Linked DNA regions of Sus scrofa: region 2 is linked to region 1. Evidence: chromatin contacts called from public Hi-C data. All regions are on one chromosome and are shown on one strand. The core of a region is the stretch at or near the end of the contact, and the rest is flanking DNA. Distances in the headings are between cores, read along the strand shown. Region 1 has its middle 60 kb from the start of STAB2. Region 2 overlaps LOC110260782 (a long non-coding RNA gene).

The links. A called contact is a pair of places that touch in the nucleus more often than the background predicts.
Region 2: a Hi-C map of liver shows a contact between it and region 1, with 3 times the contacts expected there. The contact joins two enhancer-like sites. A contact is called at or near these places in 1 of 5 promoter capture datasets (liver) and 2 of 47 Hi-C or Micro-C datasets (both in liver).

Annotation. Positions count from the first base shown.
Region 1 is chr5:80,919,434-80,927,092 of Sscrofa11.1, forward strand. No RefSeq gene overlaps it. Among named protein-coding and RNA genes, the nearest start is that of STAB2, 60 kb to the left of the region's middle. Within about 2 kb of position 4,213, at least 3 of the 83 cell types and tissues checked have an H3K27ac peak or open chromatin away from gene starts, as enhancers often do. A contact at or near this core is called in liver, where this site is marked.
Region 2 is chr5:81,193,194-81,200,852 of Sscrofa11.1, forward strand. LOC110260782 (a long non-coding RNA gene) reads left to right here. Exons shown (of 4, transcript XR_002344190.1): 2 at 1,153-1,222; 3 at 4,849-4,936. Among named protein-coding and RNA genes, the nearest start is that of ASCL1, 160 kb to the right of the region's middle. Within about 2 kb of position 3,593, at least 1 of the 83 cell types and tissues checked has an H3K27ac peak or open chromatin away from gene starts, as enhancers often do. A contact at or near this core is called in liver, where this site is marked.

The sequences.
Region 1 (7,659 bases), core at 2,963-5,462:
TGGGGCATTATTTTCACCAGCTTCCATCTTCTGATGATCAAGGGTTGCCCCACGGGATGTTAATTCCTTTTTCCTGCTAGGTTTGCACCTGTGTCAGAATGGCTGGATGGGGCTGTGACGGAGAAACATGAGAAATATGGGTGCAGATGAGGTACGAGATTGCCAGATAATTATTCCTGGAAGTTCAAAGCAAGTTGCCATAGCAAGGGCTGGGTCAAAAAAGCAAACCAAGAAAGTGGGAGGTGGAACACGAGAGGTGCCCAACCAGTGAGGCAGAGCACAGCAAAGGGGGAAGAGAACTGAGGTTGGGGCAGGTCACTCCACCAACTTCTGTTGGGCATCATTTCTGTACCAGGTATTGTGTTTGCTGCTGGAGCCGGATGGTTTAATGAAGCACAGTGCACATCATAGCCTACAATGCATGGTACACAGAGAAGTATGACCTGACAAAATAATGCAAGAGTTGACTGCCGGGTGGGGGAGACAAGCAAGCACTGCAGCAGATAGAAGCATGAAAGCCTCTTGTAACTGGGAAGGGAGTGACTAAATCCTTCTGTAGTCCAGGGGAAATCTTTACACTGAAGGCAACGAATAATTACGCTGGGTCTTGAAGGATGAGTAGGAGTCCACCAGGTGGTGACAGGGCTGAAGGACATTCTGACAAGGTCAGAGGGAGGTGGCAGAACGTGTGTGGCTTGGGCATGCCATGAAGTCTTCACATGCCCATTTTTTCTCTCAAGGGTTCCTGGCTCAGGCCACTATTTTAGTTAAGTTTTTAAAATTTGTTTTGCTTTTGATCATAATAAATAGAGGGTTCTTGTGAAGGGGTGTTTATTGTCAGGTGATACGTGGGAAGTTAGGGAGTACATGAGATGGGTCTTTCATAGGCCAGAGATGATGGACCCAACCCTTTGGCCCTGAGGTCCAAATAGGGTGAAATCTTTCCTGCTCGCCCCCACCCCCACCTGGGACTGCCTGTGCCCAGGAGTTGTGGGAAACTTGTTCCCCTCATAAGGTGAAACAAGCATGTCAGCCATCATGGTTTCTTGATCTCATCATCTCCATCCTGGGTCATGTGGGTCGTTTATATTCGCTGCTCACTCTCCACACTGGTCAAATGGAGCTTGTTGCTTGTCATTTTGGTGATGTCTGGGCCACTTCAGCATCTGCCTCATCCCTTATGACTTCGAGGCAGCCCTCTGTGGCTGCCACCACTAGCCCATCCAGCATCCTTTGCCTTCTTCTCACCTCTTCCGGGAGAGCTGTTCTCAGAGTGGGACCGCACAACCTTCACTTCTGTCTCAAGTGATTTGTCTTCACATCCACAATCTTGTCAACTTAATTTCTCATGGCTGGATCCCAGGATCTTCGTGACTTCAGTTCATCAGCGTGTGTGTGTGTGTGTGTGTGTGTGTGTGGTGTGGTGTGGTGTGTGTGTGTGTGTGTGTGTGTGTGTGTGTGTAGGGACCTGGTTGAGGGCAGGGAAAGCTTCCTGAGACCTTGGTAATCATACAGCCAGGCACCTGCTTACTCTGTTGAAGCATAAGGCTGATTCTTGTCTCCTGGACTTGTGGACCTGATAGTCATTGTGCGTCTATTCCAGTCCAGGCTTGTGCCTCATTACCAAAAGTAATATCACATCAACTCTCTGGGATACTCATCATTCTCACCTTGTGGATGAGGAAACAGACTCAGAGGTTAAGTAATTTTCCCAACATTACATCACTTCTAGATGGCTGATCTAAGTCTCCATTCCAAACATTAAGAACATAAATTTTGAAGTGAATTGTTACATTCTGCTTAGTACCTGGTACTGAGTAGCTAGGACAGAGAACCTGGTGCTTGGGGACAGTGTGAAGGGTAGACTTTCAATTTACTCTCAACACATAACTGAGATGCAAACTCTAGATGTCAGAATAGTCTTGGGTTCAAATCCAGATTTTTACTTCTGTGTAAACTACTGTGTAAACTACTTAAATAAGCCTCATATTGTAAAGTTTGGAAGTAGCATATACAGGGAATGATAAAGAGATCAGGAAACCTAGAATGGAGGTTTTGGGAAGAAGAAATATAAATGAAAAAGGTAGACTGGGATTTGTATTGGACTTTTGTCACTTGCCATCTTTGAACATTCTCTGTACATCTTGATAGTTTCTCACCTTGTAAGTCCATCTTTCTGGACTCCAAGGACCTGGGATGCCTGTGTGTGGCTGGTTCTGTTGTTTGGGTCCACCCCTAAGAGACTTGATTCAGAAGACAGCAGTGGGAGCAGTTGGCCCCACATAGGAGAGAGTCAGTCTTCTGGGTGTGTTTGGGCAGTGGTGTCCACTGCATCTGGGGCAACAGTGAAAGCTTCTGGTATTTGGTCCCAAGAAAAGATGCTGAGCAGTGGTGCCGAGACATTTTGCTAGAGAGTCCCATGGGATGGCTGAGATTTCCGAACAGATGGCTTCAGGTCTTGCTCCTCGTCTGTTTCAGAGATTCTGTGAGCTACTTTATGTAACTTTTAATAAATCCCTCTCTGCTTAAACCAGCCAGAGTAGATTTCATTTGTCATGAAGAACTTTGACAGCTTCAGACTGCAGCAAGCCTCTGAGCCAGTTTATGGCTTGGAGTTCAAAGAAACATCTGTGTGTACATCTTTCTTGTAAGTCACAATTTCTTTAACCCTTATATCTTGGTAGAAGTATTTTAATTTCTGCTGGGCTGCAAAGACATTAAAGTATTTTGATTGCCTTTTGAATATTGCTCAAAATATATATATATATATATTTTTTGCTTTCCGATTTATGGTGATAAAAAAAAATGTGGAGGTATAATCCACAAACATATCATTATTTTACAGCCTTTATCCGAAGAAACTGTTTAAAATTCTTCTCAGCGACTTTTCTTTCAAATCTTAAAAAGTCCTTTATGATTCTTTGTTCTTTCCTCTGACCAGGGCCTTGCTAAAGATGTCTTAAATGCAAATGCTGGGGATGGGAGGTTGATAACAGAGATACGGTTTAAGAGAAAAAACCTTCCCATAATTCAAAGCATAGTTCAAATAATACCTTCCTTAAAGACCAGGCTCTGCTGTGCCACCTGGTTATCTTCTAATCAGAAAATATCAGAAAAGAAGTTTTAGTTCATCTAACTCTCCAACCACTCACCTGAAATGGTCTGCTTCATTTGTGGCTCATCCATTAGGTGGGTCACGTCGCTCTTGAACTTTAAGCAGACTAACTCCATTTCATGTTTGGCATCAGCAGAGACACCCCAAGACCTCCTTGTACATCCCATTTTCAGTGCCGTTGCTTTGTCTGCTTGTACCAAAATCTCTTGCTGCAGGCTACAAGCTTCCTGGTCCACAGTTTCGTTGGTGCAGGAATGTTGACTTGCAGTAAAGGCATGGCCATGTGGACATGCAAACCCATGATGAATTAATGATGCTCATTTGACCAGAGCCAGCAGAAGCAGCCGCTTGCCTGTCTCACCCAGAAATATCTTAAGCAGACAGACTTGGATGGATGTGTATTTCCAAAAGGGAACTATATATTGGGTCTGTCTTACTGTGTCATCAGCCTGGTTTGTCCCAACTTCTTTCTTCTGTTATCATGTCACTACTGCAGAGAATGACTGATGGGATAGCCTGGTCTGGACAGCCTTGTCTGACCGCTGTCCTTGCCTTCCCTGGTGGCCCCCTTAACAGACCCGTGACTGGTTGGTTCTCTTCTAAGGGCTTGTTGCACCATGGCCTGTAGGGTCAAAGCTGAGTATCTGTGCTCTCTACAAAATATGTGTTCCCACAGTTTTTGTCATTTGTTTACCCTCCTATTGCAGGCCCTGTTTTTCTTCAGATGTTTGTCTCCCCATTTCTAAAAACGCTGTTTGAACATGTATTGGGTTGTCTGTTTTGCTCCTAAATTCTTTGTATGTGGAATTTTTGTTTTAGTCCCTCTTTGAGAAAATATCACTTTGTATAGAAACAAGAACAAATTTCCATCTCTTCCAGCTTTCTTTTTGTTTGTTTTTAAACATTAAGGTAAAAACAGCAAATGATAGTGGCACCTTTGAATGATGGCCTATCCACAGGTCAGCGTATTATGTCCTTTAATTTTGACGATAAAATATTAAGTTCATCAAGTTACAATTTTCTTGTGTTTACAGGTCCTCTGTTAAGGTTAAAGTTTCTCCAGCGTGTGTTTAAACAAGTTTCTAAGGACCGACTAACTGTACTATGTTCTGTTTGTATAATCAAGCAAAAAAGCTCTTTCCAGCACACACATCGACTCTCACGCCTCTTTCGTATACATGACGTTAGCTAGAGCACATGTATAAAATATTATTTAGTCTTTCTCTAAGTGAATCACTGGTGAGTTAAAAATCTAGAAAGTGTTTCTATCCTTCACATAAAATGGAAATTAGTAGCTTTCTCCATTGTGCATAAAACATCACATATGATAGTTTGCTTTCTTGTTCCAATGAAACATTTCTTTTTCCTAAATACAGTTAGCATATCATTAGAAAGCAGGCAGTTTGAAAACATAATATTGGTAGTTCACACTTTTTTTGGAGCCACCCCTTCTGTAGCAGTTAAAGGCCTTGATTTGCACTTCACTGATGAGGGGCCAGAACACTGAGGGATTTAGCTTTTCAAGCTCGGATTCAACTCCAATGTGTTGGAATGGAATACAAAGTACAGCTCTGCATTCATTATCACTTAATTATACAACTAGTTGGGTTTTCAAAGGCATTTTCCTCCCCAAAGCAAAATCTGTGCCAGGTACTTTTGTTTCCCTAGAATGACATTTTCATATTTAAAAAATTAAGTTTTCTTCTGTTGCAAACCTGGGAATATTCTTATTTCACTTTTCTCTGCAAGGTCTAGTTGAGAACATAGGCCACTATTCTTTTCTTTCACCCCCCCCCCCATAAGTTGTTCTTAAATGTGAAAAAACAGCTATAGTCTTTGCCTTTCACATGATTAGCCAAAGAAAATAATCAAGCTCATTTTGTGCTTCTCCAATTTCATATTTATTGCAAGTTTAAGAGTTCCTAACACAAAAACGAAGAACAATGGATCTTTACATTGCGTTTTCAGCCTCAGCTCTATTGATATTTGAGGCTGGATCGTTCTTTGTTGTGGGGGCCTGCCTTTTACATTCTAGATGTTTAGCAGCCTCCCTGGCCTCCATCCACAAGATGCTAGGAACACCCCCCCACCCCCACCCCTTGCCTCCTGCCAGTCGTGACAAACCTGAAGCTCTCCGCATATTGCCAAGAGTTCCCTGATTGAGAACCATTGGTCTAGAACTGTGACGGGTGGAAATGATAATTATTTATGCACTGTGGTTTTGAACTCTTTATCTGTAGGTATAATTGAGAATTGTTTTCAGCAGTCCTCACCTCTTCATTTTAGAGCATATAGCAGATTTCCAACAGACTACTGGATTTGGAGTTTTTTATGCTGTTTCCTTCTAAAAGCATGTGTGAATTGCCAAGGGACATCATCTGTCAGCCTCTGTCCTTGCCCCCACTACCTCCTACCTGTCTTCTATAGAGCAGCTATTTGAGCCTTTCCGTGATATTAGGCCGGCCCTCTCTCTCCTCTTCTCAAAGCCGTCTGATAGTCACTCCTCACCGGATCTGGTCTTGCTCCTGACTCTGACCTGACCTCCTCTGGGTCCTTCTTCCCTCTTCCCGCCTCATCAGTCTCCTGCTGTCCCAGGCCCTGCTCTGCACACTCCCACCTCGGAGCTTTTGCACGTGCCCTGCCCTCCTCCATGAACACCTTTCCTGGACAGAACTGCACGGCTCCCTCCCACACTCTCTCCCAGTTTCTGCTCAGATGAGAGGCATCTCCTACCAACCCATCATTCCTTCCCAGCGCCCTCATCCTGCTTTCTTTTTCTGCAAAAACACACCACCATGTGACATAGTACTTACTGCTTATTCTCCGGTTTCCTCTGCCGGAATGTGAGGATCAGCAGGCAGGAGCCATTCCTGGTTCAGAACCTTGTCCCAGTGCCTGGCACAGTGACTCTTCCAGCAAACAGTTGGTGCTCAATAAGTACTTGTTAAATGGTTGGATGCTCTTTCTGATAATAAATGTAGTTCAAATTTGTTTTGGTTCCATTTTAATTTTCTTCCCAAATTAGAGTCCACCAGATCCAGAGATGGGCTACCATCCATCCTCAGAGAAAGCCCTCATTTCCTGATCTCAGGGTAAAGTCCTCGGGTTTTGGCTTTTTTGTTTGTTTGTTTGTTTTTTGTTATTGAAGGAAAGGCTGATTATAGAACCTGCTTTTAATAATCAGGATTTTTCCGTTGCAAGGAACAAAAACCAAAGCAAAACAAAAAAACAACCCTGACTCAGATGGACTTAAGCAAAGAGGGAAAGGTATTTGCTCATGTAATTAAAATGCAGGGTTGTAACTGGGTGTGGGTGTAGTGAGATCAGATATGAAGGCATGTCTTCAGGAATCTTTTTCTTTCTTGGACTCATCTCTCTCCCTGTGGCTTCATTCTTCTTTTCACAAGATGGTAGGAAATGGCCAGATGGAGCTACAGGTTTCCCTTCTCCCAGCTTAGCAAACTCCACAGGAAGAGTTCCCGTCTCCTGAGGGTTCTCACAAACATCCTGACCCTCCTGGCCTGGCTAGGGTCACCTGTGTTTCTCTGATCCAGTTACTGTGCCATTTCTGGGACACATGCCCCTTTAGACCCATGAACTGAGAGTGCAGGATGAGCATCTCCCAGAGGAATATTAGCAAACTCTTAGCTGAAGAAACAGGAATGGATGCTGGGCAGACAGCATTAGGTGTCTTAGGTGTCTGCCACACTGCCACCACCAGCTCTCCCCCCGCAACAACAGTGACAGTCCAACAGTCTAAAATGTTCCCAACCTTCCCATGGAGGGCAGGGCACCTGGAATCTTTGCTGTAAATTCCTCAAAGTAAAATATCGCTGAAAATGTAATGAAAGGGAGAAAATAAAATTTGCCAGTACTTCTCAGGAGAGAACAATAGTGATAGGAATGAAAATGTGGCTAATCCACTTGGGACGGGACAACACTTCCATGGAGCAGGCTGGAGTCTGAGAGCATCCATTTCCCAGACTGCTTTGGAAGGAGGTGGGTCAGGCTGCCTCTGGGGCTTCTTTTGTGCAGAGTAGATAAAAGCACAGGTGAGACAAGAGTGTGGCTTTCTAATTCACAGGAGTGAAGCTAGGGCTTTAAGCATATAAATTTAAAACGTATAAAAGTAGATTTACATGTTTAAAGACTTCTTGTAATGTAAAGGAGTGTAAAAATTTGATTAGTTAAAGAATAGCAGTTGAAAAGGCAGTGACTATTACCGACCTCACCAGGGATGTTGCCTTACTGGCCAATTTGGAGGCCAAGGAGCAGGGTTCTTCTTGGCCCTGCTTTTAGTTGTATTAAGTTTTTGAAGATGCATGGACATGTCAGTGGCTCTCTCAAGAAACTGACTGGATTTATATATGTCTCTAGAAAGCCTGAGAGTTGTCAGGAGAAAGAAGAAAAAGAATTGAGCAGTGGAGAGAACTAGCTTGGAAAACCTTATACCCCCAAGTGAGGGTTAAAGGGTATTTTTATATATGACAGTCTTTGTTACATCTCATATTTGTGTGTGTGTGTATACACACACATACCTTATG
Region 2 (7,659 bases), core at 2,343-4,842, 270 kb after region 1:
CAGTCTTCACCTCCCTGAAGCCATTCCTGAGAGCCCAGATTGAACGAAAGCCCCCTGCCCCACACCACTCTGAGTTTCTTGTCGTGGCATTGCTTTGAAAACGTGTCTGTCTACTGTTAAATCCAAAAGTTGTTGATGGTAGCATCCACCTCTTTTTATTGCTCTTTCTCCAGAGGCTAGCAGAGTGCTTGGTGCATGACAAGTGTTCAGTAAAATATTTGTTGAAGTAAACCGAACTATACCTTCCCAAGGTTGGGAACTAATTAGTATTAAAATGGACCACAAAAGCAGGTGCCCAGGAAGGAAAGAGAAAGAAAGCACAGGCTTTGATCATCCACCAGTGGGATAATTGCTTCTAAATAATTCAGATTGTTGCTGAAAAATGCCCAAACAACTGGTCAGTTCATTGGAAAAGTCAGCCAGTTGGCATCACAGAGACCAAAACATTCAACCAGTGATTTCACTAGACTTGCGACTTTTCAGCAGGTGTCCACGCAGCCTGTGATGGAAGAAGTTACTGATCACGCTTTGTTCATTTCTACTCCCTCCTCCTTCCCTACCCGCTCACACAACCCACACCCTAGCCTGGTGTTTTAGCACCCTTCTGAAAATATAAATATTTAAAAACATTCATGTGTGAGAAACGTCCTGAAACTGGCTAGAAAATTGCCTAAACTGCCCTTCTTATGAAAAGGCAAGTTGAACCACATTGCTGTAAAGCACTAGCCCCTTTCAGGTTTTGGACACGTGGCCCCTCTGGCTGAATGGACAGAAAGTCTGAATGTGTAAGAGCCGCTAAAAACAACCACCCAAACAAGACAGCCATTCTCACTCCCCTCAGACCACCGCTCAGAGAGGCTGCTCTCGACGGGTTCTACATGCTAAATAACTCCTATTCTTAGTTCACGTTGACTTGGTGGCCAAGCCAGGTGAAAAGACAATTGACCCAAACAGCCCCATGGAGCTCAAAGCTTTACTAACGAGGTGAATCTTTTCTAAGCCCCGTCAGCATTGTCGAGTGCTAAGTGCCACTTTCTCAAAATATGTCTTTCACGGAAAAGAAAAATTATTAAAAGAAGGTGGGGGTGGGCAGAAAAAGCGTCCTTTAATGGACTGTTTTATACTTTTGTTGTGGTGTGTGCTTTCTTGCAGGCGACTTTTTGGCAAATACTGCATCTTCAGCCAGGAGAAGTTGGCTGAGGACAAAAGGGCTTTTGAAGCGGTGAGTGTAAATTCAGACTCCTTTTCTTTCTTTCTTCCTTCCTTCCTTTCTTCGCCCTCTCTCTTCTCCTGGGTCCGGAGACCGCTCAGCAGAAATAATCAGCGCCGTTGCTTTCCGTCCACGTCCCCTGAATTACTCAAACATCAAATGTGACTTCAGAATGGAGGCACGCTTGATTCTTTTCTGCAAAAGTTTCCCTACCCATTCTTTATTTACATGTCCTGGTAAGGCACAGCGATGTCCAGCCAGTCAGAAGACACACACACACACACACACACACACACACACACACACACACACACACAGGAGGCCATTAAACAAATTAAAAGGGATGAGGATGACTAGTACAGTACTCTTGGAATCCCCAATTTGATTAGTCTGAGTTTAATACACAAAAGCAGCGCCGGAGAAAGAGGGGAGGCGAACTGCTCTTTAATAACCTGTACAATTAAATTATGGTGATGAATTTAACTATTCTGGGCTTCTTGAAGGAGTCTTATTATCTGAAGAAAGTCAGTTTTGCAGCAGGGTTTCTGAGTGTGTCCCTGGAAGTCTCATGGTGGCAGTTCTGTGCCTTAAAATCTATTTCTTCCTTTCAGAATTGCTTTTCTGTTTCTCAAACTTTGTCTGCAAAAATTATTCAGATAGATTTAACTCCTCAGGGGGCCTTACTTTTCTTTGGTTCTTTGGAAACATGGAGTCAGAAAAGATAACGTAGGGGAAAGAATAAGCTATGGTAGCTGTAGGTGGATGCTTTGGGGCGACTTTGGGTCAAAGCCCTAACTTGCTTTACAAGCATCCTGCTTCTTTCTTTATGGAGACCTCAATTCTTCTTCTTCTTTTTTTTTTTTTTTTGGTCTTTTTGCCTTTTCCAGGGCTGCTCCCACAGCATATGGAGGTTCCCAGGCTAGGGGTCAAATCGGAGCTGTAGCTGCCGGCCTCCCCCACAGCCACAGCAACGCGGGATCCGAGCCGTGTCTGCGACCTACACCACAGCTCACGGCAACGCCAGATCCTTAACCCACTGAGCGAGGCCAGGGATCAAACCCGCAACCTCATAGTTCCTAATCGGATTTGTTAACCACTGTGTCACGACGGGAACTCCAGGAGACCTCAATTCTTAAGGTATCCAAACATCAGGGCACATTGTGTCAGAAGCTGATGTGCTGTGGCTTGATTTTCTAGGGACCAGGCCTCTGTATTTGTGTCCCTCCTGGGAGTCATCATTCTGTCCTGAAGCAGCGTGTGAATGTCTGTCTCCCACTTGCCTTCGCTTAAAGGCTATAGTGGAGGCAGGTGCTATCCCGATAGAGGCTTACTCTGTACCTCTGTATGTTCAGGGCACATTCCCATTGTCTGTTGAAGGATGAACTAAAATGGAACAAGGGACAAGAGGAGGGAGAATTTTTATACTGTTGGCCTCAAGCAGAGCTTCCACCGAACCTCAGCTGCTCTTAAAAATTAGGCCTGCTTCCATATGACATGTAAGTGATGAATAGTATTTACTCATTGTGGCATCATTTTCCAATGCAGATGGTGCCTTAGAGTCTATGACACCTAAGTCCTGAGAGAGTTACACGGAATATTCCCATGTGGTTATCAGACTGGACTTGGTTTTAGGGGAGATTGAGAGCACAGATTCTGGCTTCAAATCTTGTTTGTGCCGTAACTGGCTTCACAATCTTAGTCTTGCTGTACACCTTTCTTTGCTTCAGTCTCCTCCTCACAAAACAGGGGTGATCACAATACCATAAAAAGGTAGTTATAAGAGACCAGTGACACATGCAAAGCCATAGGAGAGGTCCAGAGTTGTGAATTGGGGCTCATTAGTTGCTAAGCATTTACTGGCTGCCAGACACTCTGCTAACCCTTTGTATGTGGCATTATTATCTCATTTACAGGATAAACCTAAGATATAGTTGTTATTTTCTCTCTTTTAAAGATGTGAAACTGAGGCTTGGTGAGACTAAGCAAATCTCCCAAGGTCATAGGTATAGGAAGAAGAAGTCACAGAATTAGGTTATGAATGTGGGAAGTCTGACACATGTGCTTAGCCACTTATTATACCATGTGTATTTGAAAATTGGTTCCTGGTCTCCAAGAGTGAGTGCATCAGCCAATAGGGAAGAAAAGAGAGAAATAATTAGCTAGTATTTCCACGAGGTGGTAGTGAATGAGGGTGGTAGGGTAACACATGGTATGGCAGGGAAGAAGCTCAGAAGTGGACGTGCCACGGTGGTTGATGTAGGTTACAGGACATCAGGCATCTGGCATGTGGAGTGGTGGTTAGCAAGGTAAGTGATTTCACCGATCGGTGTCCAGCATGCTGATCTAAGGTGGTCATGTGCCCTAGTTATCCTGGCTACTTCATCCTGCCAGGAGTCTCAGTATGTACTTATTAACTGTCTGACTTAATCATCTACTTGGCTTGGGTCATAGTGTCTGGTACTTTGCCAGGGATCAACAGTGAAAGGATATTCCAGGGCAGAGTCACCTGATAAACACCACCCCTTTATCATTATCACACATCCAATGAAACTTGAAGAGTTGTGCAATTACCTATTAGATGTATCCCTCTTCTCATGATCCATGTTAGGGGATTGAAAGTGGACTGGGAGTAGGAATACTTCCATTTTTTTTCCTCTTAGAGTCTGAAAGTCAGTGGATTCTTGAAATTCATTCCACTCTCTTTGCAGTCCAGGCCACATAAACTCCTGGAGCTTTAATCTTGCTGTGGTGAAGATGGGCACCTGCTTTTTAGGGCATGTATTTTTTAAAACTTCCAGCTCTCCAATTCTTGGCGAGGATGAGCTTTGCAATATTGAACTGCATTTTCATTGTGGTCTGTTAGAAGTGATGCCGAATAGTGAGCTTGTACATAAATGGACTTTATCTTTGCAATTTATGTGTAATTTGGGATCAAGGTGACTTTGAGCCTTGCCCCACCAATTTTATAAATACAAAGGAGACCACAGGCAGACCATTTATAGAGAATATATGAAGAAGAAAATATTTATGACACTTGTTAAAAGAAGATAAAGAAGACTTTATTGAAGGGGAGCTACTTACTGTAATAAAGTTTTGTGATCAGGGGAGAGATTGGGTTTAACTCCAAATACAACAAGGAAAATTTATAGCGAAGGAGCATGGTGGGGGAAGTGTTGGTAGATGAAAAATTACTAAGAGGATACACCAGGAGTAAAGGAGGATTCTGGTTAACCTGACCTAACAAGATTCATACTAAATACAGGCCAGGGTGATCAGATATCACCTGGGAGGTGGTGGAGGATAAGGAACTTGATCAGATATTGAAGGTGATGACACATCGATGGTGGGGATTAAACTGATTTAGGATTCTTTTTAGAACTGGACACTGCAGAGAAGGACATGGGATTCCAGTAAAGGAGCCAGTCAAAAAGAGGACCTAGGCCATCCAATGTTATTGCAAATGGCAAGATTTCATTCTTTTTATGGCTGAGTAATAGTCCACTACATATATATATACACACACACACTTTTCTTTATCTGTTCACCTGTCAAATGACATTTAGGTTGTTTCCATATCTTGGCTATTGTAAATAATGCTGATGTGAACATTGGGGTGTGTATATCTTTTCAAATTCTAGGTGTGGAATTGCTGCATTCTGTGGTATGGAGAACCCTCCATACTGTTCTCTACAGTAGGCTGCACCAACTCACATTCCCACGAACAAGGTAAGAGGGCCCCTTTTCTCTGCATCCTTGCCATCATTTGTTATTTGTGCTCATTTTGATGAAAGCCCTTCTGCCAGGTGTGAGTTGATAGCTCGATGTGGTTTTGATTTGCGTTTCCCTGATGATTAACAATGTTGAGCATCTTTTCATGTGCCTGCTGGCCATCTGCATTTCCTCTTGGGAGAAATGTCTATTCAGGTCTTCCACTCATTTTTCAATCTGGTTGTTTGCTTATTTGATGCTGAGTTATATGAGCTGTTTGTGTATTTTGGATATTAACCCCTTGTTTATCATAGCATTGCAAATATTTTCTCCCATTCAGTAGGTTGTCTTTTCATTTTGTTGCTGGTTTTCTTTGCTGTACAAAGACTTTTAAGTTTAACTAGGTCCTACTTGTTTATTTTTGCTTTTCTTCCCTTTACCATAGGAGATATAGTTCAAAGAATATTGCTACAATTTATGTCAGAGTGTTCTGCCTATGTTTTCTTCTAGGAGTTTTATGGTGTATGGTATTACATTTAGTTCTTTAACATTTTGAGTTTATTTCTATGTATGGAGCTAGGGAATTATCTCATTTCATTCTTCTACATGTAGCTATCTAGTTTTCCCAGTGCCATTTATTAAAGAGACTCTCTTTTCTCCATTGTATACTCTTTCCTCCTTTGTCATAAATTAATTGACCATAAATATGTGGGTTTGTTTCTGGGCTCTTTATCCTGTTCCATTGATCTATGTGTTTGTTTTTATGCCAGTACTATGCTGTTTTGGTTACTGTAACTTTATAGTATAGTCTGAAGTCAGGGAATGTGATTCTTCCCATTCTGGTCTTCTTTCTCTAGATTGTTTTGGCTATTCAGGGTCCATTGTATTTCCATACACATTTTAAGATTTGGAGGTTATTATGCTGAGTGAAATAAGTCAGACAAAGACAACTACTTTATGATATCACTTATATATAGACTCTAAGAAATACAACAAACTAATGAAAATAATAAAAAAGAAACTCAGAGAACAATCCAGTGGTTACCAGTGGGGAGAAGGTAATAGAGGGGTAGGGGAATAAGAGGTACAAACTATTATATATATAATAAGCTACAATGATATTTGACACAGGAATATGTGACCCAATATTTTATAATAACTGTAAATGTTGGCGTATAAACTTTAAAATTGAGTTATGCAGATGTAACTATAGCTATCCAGGTATAACTGTAATTTATACCTGTAATTTATGTAATATTATATATCAACTATACTTCAATATAAAAAATAGAAAGCTCAGAAGAGCCTGACCAAAGTTTGGTCAGGGAGAGAATTTTTCCATTCTACAGAATATGGTATGATCTGCCATTTCATTTTTTGAATAAAACAGGTTAGACATTCTCCTGCCATATTAGATATTTCTCTTTACCTTGGAACTGAGAGTAAAGTATGCATGTAGGAGGTGTTCTGGATTGCCTATTAGAGAAAAACCTCTCCATGGTATATATTGTGCTTGCATTTTGAACATCCACAAAACAGTAATTACCATTTTTACATGCTCCTGATTTGTCAAATAGTAACTAGAAGACTTTCATACATACACTTGTGAGTTCCATTCAACTACTCCAAGGGAATATGTGCAGCAACCATCAGTAAAAAACAATATGGATGTCATATTGATCCATTTAGAATTCACCACAGACATCCCCTAAAACTATTAAACCCAGAAAAGATCTGCTAACATTCATTACAATACCACAACCAACCCCACCCCTCATAATCTGTGAACCAAGCCATCACTTGGTGAGATCTTACAGCACTTCCTCATCACTAGTCACTGAATTTTATTAATAGCTTTAAATACTGATAGAAGAGAATAACTTGAAAATAAATTAGGTGTGCCTTCTTGTTTTGAGATGGAAAAAAGAATCACATTTTGATAAACTTTGTTTATAACATTGTGTTCAAATATATTAAAGTATGTGAAGATTGTTCTTAACCAGCAGATGGATTTGGGAGAGAGTGTTGATTACTGCTTGGGAGTCCATCTCGGAAACAGACTCTAGGTTTGAGTCCTGGTTCTGTCACCTATTAGCTGTGTGACCTGTTGTGTGTTCTGAGCAAGATACTTAGCCCTTCTGCCTCCATTTTCTCATCTATAAAGTGGGGGTGTTAATGTAACTATTTAATTGGTTGCTTAGAGAATTATATTGCCTAGCACATGTAAAATACTTAGACTAGTACTTGGCACGTGGCTCTCAGGTTAACCTCTAATCTTGTTCTTTCAGCAGTTTGGTTTCCACTGATGGGTCCTTTCATTTTTACTTGCAATTCCTACTTCTGACGTGCAATAACTATGAATGTAGGCACAGTTGACATGAGATTCAAAGTCAGGCTCTTGCTTGTGCAATCTTTGGCAAGGCACTCAATTTCTTTTCCTTCATCTATGAAATGGGAATAAAAATAATTACCTTATAAGATCATTATGGTAATGAAATTAGGTAATGTGAATAAGGCACTAGACACAACACCTAAAACACAGGAAATGCTCAATAAGTGGCAACTATAGTCTTTATGAGCCCATATAGGCAGCGTTGTTTCAAGGCATGGATGATGATCTGAGAATCTGGAGAGCCAGCCTCCTGTCTGGGTTCATAATCTCGTTGATATGGGGTAAGTGGATCCAATGCCTTGCCGCTCACATAGAGGAGTTTCCCTGGCGGTTCACTGGGCTAAGGATC